2 separate regions of the Bombyx mori genome follow, and region 2 is linked to region 1. A link is a contact called in public Hi-C data. All regions are on one chromosome and are shown on one strand. Each heading gives the region's core, a stretch centred on a gene start, on an enhancer-like site or on the middle of the called end of the contact. The rest is flanking DNA. Distances are from core to core; before and after follow the strand shown. Region 1 overlaps LOC101740327 (epsin-1). Region 2 holds the start of LOC101739127 (protein singed).

Region 1 (2,776 bases), core at 83-2,582:
TATTATTGTTAATTTTATTAATTGACGGCATCGACATTTTTAACGACACGTGTCCTGGTCTCAAAAACAAATTATAAGTTATAGTATCCAAGTTCCTTTGTTTATATATAATAGATAATAGAATGTTAAGTATTTAACTCTTGTTTTCATGTTCTTTTCAATTTTTTTTTAATGTTATACTGTTAACATTTAAATTTAACCTATTTTTCCGCTGTTTGTAAAATAGCTGTAACATGTCAGTGCGTTATAAGAGATTGCTGTACATACCTGTAACTGGCTTACATACCAGGACTTAATTTTATACTTGCTAATTTTAAGCTTGGATGTTTTGTATGAATTGCTGTTGGTGTGTCCAAATAAAAAAAAAAATTAGGGTAGGCCCCAGTTTTTCACCCTTAAAAAAAATTCCAGAGCAGAAAGCCAAGTGGCACAGCGAATTTCCCCCCCGAAATTAACTTTCTTAGTTGCTTCCTGAACGCAATTACATGTCTTTCTCTATGTCTGAAGAGAGTCCTCAGCATCAGTCGGTTCTCTATGCACCTAGCGTTAATGATGCACGTGAGCATCAGTGACCATTCCCCGTCCGATGAGCCGCCGCTTGTCTTCCAAGGCGAAACTAAACCATCAGTAATTGCTATGGAATTTGAAGAACCCTTAAACGTCTATACAGATTTAGGTTAAAATGCCGCATTTCTTTTGTGGCGGGTGAAACGTTCGGGCCATAGTTTTCTAGGTGCTCTGGGCCGCTCTGGAATACCTGACCTATCTGTTCTCATCATGAGCATTGTCTGGGGGAAAGGTTATGTTATACAAATGATAACATCGCATTCACTACGTCTTGTAGCTCTAAACGACTGACATCGTCGCTACTTCGACTCGTGTATTAAGTCTTAGACGCTGATGCTTCCAATAACGAGTAAGAAATAATTATTCTTGTTTCAACCCACTAAGTTTCTCGCGGGACTTCTCAATGGCTGGAGACTCCAATCCGATTTAAGCGAAGCACTGCTTACGCTAGGCCTAGAGTTAACAAATTCTATCAGGTTGAACCCGTGAGTTCACTTGACGTAGACTACCAGCCATTAGGTAAGGGGAAAAAAAATCTGGTTTTATTTTAATGTGTGTGATTTTATCTGATATCACAACTGGTCCGATGATAGTTTTTTTTTAATAAGTACATTAATGTTCTCAAGTATGTAACCAGTTATTGCACACTTCTCGTAATCCCATTAGCGCTATTCAATATTTATTCAGCTTATCATTGATGTGCGCTAGAACGATATGCACACACTTGCATTACGAGATACGTATTCATATGGGCGCTCAATGAAACTGTTCGCACCTTTTATTTTCCTCTTAGTAACGCTCATTTATAAGCAGTAACAATGTAAAGTGTGAAGTCGTCCGCGTGTAAAGAATAAGGCGCCTTGAGATATCGTATCAAGCGATGCGACTAAGCAGGTGTTCGCAACTTGCAAGCTGGTACCGATTTTTCTAAGTCAACACATATTCACGAACGTCTTCCACGATGAAGGATTGACACCTTGGAATAAAATTCGAAATGTGGGTGTGGCGGAGGATGCTACGAATACAGTGGACTGCCACGAGAACTAACGAGTCCATTCTAAGGGAGCTAAACATCCGAAAAAGGCTCTCTTCCATCTGCCGGGAACATGTTATGAGCTTCTTCGGACACATGCGGTCTCCCAGACATGAATTAGAGAAGCTAAAGTTACATGTGATCGCGATCCTCAGCAGTGAGAACGATGAAGAAGAAGAAGTATAAAAACCGATCAATAGAAAATGACATACCAAATTACCAAATGCCAGTTGACAGTCGCAGTGTTGTAATGTGATAATCGGACAACGAATTTGCCTATTGTCCGGTGAATCGTTTGGTCGCGTTTAACGCTCTCACGGGAAGGCATGACGTGGTACTAAATTAGTCCGACGCCACGCGGACATTCCGATATATCAAATTTTGATGTACCATTCATGGCGGTTTCGTGTTTCTGTTATCGTTATCTGTTGAACTCTGTTAAATTTGAGATGATCAACACGTGGCCCGGTAATATGCAGCGCTTTTTAGTGTCGAGATGTTCTTGGAACGAAATCAGCTTGGGGTTGTTTAGGGACGTGTCGTGATATATGATAGAGTATGTGGTCATGGTCTACTACCATCTGAGATTGCGTCCATCGCTGACTCGGAGGAAGACCCTTTTACCAAAGTATTGACAAACTCTAAATATATTTGTCGGAGAAGCCACAATATTTACACAATCGTCAGACATCACAGGGGCGAATAGGATGATCGAGTTAAGAGAAATATTTAGTACACCAATCACGCTTGTTTTCGTAGAACAATTTAGAAATCCTCTCTTGACGTTAGCAAACGAAAACGAATGACAGTTCTTAGGACGGAGGCCCAGTCTTCAAGAAGGCTGGTTGATAAGTGTGGTGGCATCTACGCGCCTCCATCGGCTAGGCTCTGTCTTAGCACGAAGTTAGCCGAGTTCAGACGATACCGTAATCGTGCTGCCATCCCTCAGGAATCGTGCTGCGTTTCGTTTAGCTGCTAAACTAATGACCGTCTCCGACATATTCATCTTTCCAGGTCAAAGTTCGCGAGGCGACTTCAAACGACCCATGGGGTCCGTCCAGCACGCTCATGGCGGAGATCGCCGACCTCACGTACAACGTCATGGCCTTCACGGAGATCATGCAGATGATATGGAAGCGTTTAAATGACCACGGCAAGAACTGGAGGCACGTTTAC
Region 2 (2,700 bases), core at 169-2,668, 66 kb after region 1:
CGCTTCCATTTTATTGTTCGTGTATTTGTTAAAGCCTCAATGTTTTGGAGTTTCTGTTGTTATTTTTATTCCCTCATCGTTGAAATCGTTCGTGAACGCATTGCGTACGTTTACTTAGAACAATCGATATTTATTGGGTCATAAGGTACGACTACCAATGTGAAAGAAAATTATTTCCTGTCTGAATGATTTCAACCTCGGCACGGCTACAACTCTGGAATACTCCATACGAATACACTGGACTTCTGACCCGTCCGACCATGGCTAATATTTTAATAACATTACATAGCGTAAATCCCAATATACCTAGATGTCTAACACCAGCTCATGTAAAACCTCAACGTGAATCCGTATAGTGTACACTGCTACAGTCTACAGAATGTTCCAAAGAAAGAGGCAAAACTCCTTTCATAGCATGTTTCATACCTAAACTCGAAATTTTTTATTACGCACCTAAGGTAGGTAATCTGCAGCATAATGTATTAAAGAATAACACAACTTATTAAACAAAAAGACGCACACTAGAACCGTGCTCCTTTAAAAAGTAAGTTATAATATGCAAGTTTTGCTTTATTTTTCATTTGATAGTCACTTATTACAAGTAGGCATGTATGCGGCAAGATTAAAACTACAAATTTCTTTGTTTAAATTTACATAAAATTACTTCTCTAAGTATGCGAGGGTAGTGATTATTTCCAAACGTAGGTAGCAAGTTTACTATAGGTCCCCACTAGACCCAGCTCGGCTAATAAATCCAGCTGAAAAAACATTCAACATCTTTGAACAAAAGGTGTTTATAAATAATTTATATTCATAACAGAGTCGGTGCGCCGCAGCTAGTTCAAGATCACGAACAATAAGTGAAACGACAAATACGTGCTTCTATACGCACGACAGAGTGAGGGTGTACCATTCCACCCTACACCCGGAACATTTAGGTATGTAGGGGTATGTACACCGCGTCCTGGCACAATCGATTCGCGGGAGCCGACTCCCCCATGAGCGGGCACCGGCGCGCCCGGCCATCAACCTAACAGACACATTCTAGTATTATAAAAACTCACCTTTTCACACTCGAGCTGGTTTACACCGCAGAAGAAATGCAATCGCGAGATCGCGAGAAAACCACAAAATGCACTAACTACAAAAATATAATAATTATTTATATCAGTCTTCACTTTTCATCAATTAGGTTAACACTTAATTGTCGGAATCTATCGTAAATTACAGTTAAAAAAAATTGCCGGTTTATATTGTCCGGTGAATTTTTAAAATGTAAAATTTTTATAAACGCTTACGTCTCCCACAGCTGTTCGCGGCGGACTGAACGGCTTGAAGATGGCGCTTGGTGATCGCTTGAGATGACGCGAGTGAAGGTAGCCGCGGGACACCCGTTATAATGCACATCCAATGAGAAAATAGAATGCTCTTCCACTTAACCAATAAAATATTAAACGAATCATAAATTATACGCGTGAAATTTTGAAAACATTCCCTGCAATAATTAGTTTTATAAAGTTGATAATCTCATTACAAATATTCTGCACTTCTCATTAAATTGTTCACTGTCTAGTTACTTACATACTGTAACTAATTAATGCAATTAAAATTTTTACAAAAGTGCTGTTTTAATTTATATGTGTGTTTGAATTTGTAGGTGTCTTGGTGAGCATAATATTCTTAGGTTTTTGGTTCTACTGCTAGTAACGTGCATTTCATGGTACTCATCATCAGATGCTCGTCGGTTATGAGTGGTCACCATCACTTTTACAAATAACTAGAGCCAGAGGCAAAGTAAGGTCGCTGCCTACCACTCGGGATCCTTCAAAGAATGATTTATCAAAGAAAGCTTTTTGTAAATTCCAGTGTCATAAAATGGCGTAGGAAACTTTTTTTCCTACCTATTTGCTGGTAGTCTAAGAGGCTATTCCAGCTACGCCTGGGCGGGTAAGTAGGTATCTAATGTGTAAAAATAACGTCTAAGAATTAAGGCTTAGCAAATAGCCACTTCATACAATTTGCCGGTAATTATTTATCGTTGTACCGTAAAACTGAGACTTAGAACTTATGTCACAAGTGTAATTTGTTTCTTTGTTATTTTGTGTACAATGCAAATGCAGCGTACTTTCTCTCTCTCTCACACACAACGTGGGTGGCGATGTTTACGATGTGTCTATGGGCTCTGATGACCGCTTAACATCAGGTGGGCCGTGAGCTCGTCCAAATATCAAAGCAATAGAATACTTCACGCATTTACGTACCTACTTTCTTCTGACATCGTATAAAGAGGCAAAAGTCGGCAAACGGTATTGCGCACAATTTACATATATTTTACGCTGAGGGAACAAGGTGGCTGTTGAAAATATGAGTGGCAAATCACCATATTATATTAGCGGTTTCTCTTTATCTTAGATACATAAGTGGATTAGAAAATGTTTCGAACGACTTCACAAGGAAAAACTTTAATGTATTCTTAAAGAAACGCGCTAGTGAAACTAAAGGCCAATTTGAAAACATAACTTTAAAATAAAATATAAATTGTATTTATTTATTCGTAGAATTGTACAATGTTGTAGTCTCTTCAGTTTTCTTCGATGGTAGACATAGATGCATTAACGATTTAAGCTTTCGTTTACTGTTATCTAACTGTATTAGGGTCTTCCGTGACCACGAAAACTGTAAGGTATTCGTAACGTCAGT

Evidence for each region. Hi-C and Micro-C count contacts between places; a contact is called where the count stands out from the background.
Region 2: a Hi-C map of middle silk gland shows a contact between it and region 1, with 1.6 times the contacts expected there. The contact joins the promoter of LOC101739127 here to the enhancer-like site in region 1. A contact is called at or near these places in 2 of 7 Hi-C or Micro-C datasets (middle silk gland and whole pupa).

What each region holds. Positions count from the first base shown.
Region 1 is chr17:550,044-552,819 of ASM3026992v2, forward strand. LOC101740327 (epsin-1) reads left to right here. Exons shown (of 12, transcript XM_062673229.1): 3 at 2,615-2,776. Among protein-coding and RNA genes, the nearest start is that of LOC101740327, 19 kb to the left of the region's middle. Within about 2 kb of position 1,333, at least 3 of the 8 cell types and tissues checked have open chromatin away from gene starts, as enhancers often do.
Region 2 is chr17:616,212-618,911 of ASM3026992v2, forward strand. LOC101739127 (protein singed) reads right to left here and starts at 1,419. Exons shown (of 10, transcript XM_038017024.2): 1 at 1,065-1,419.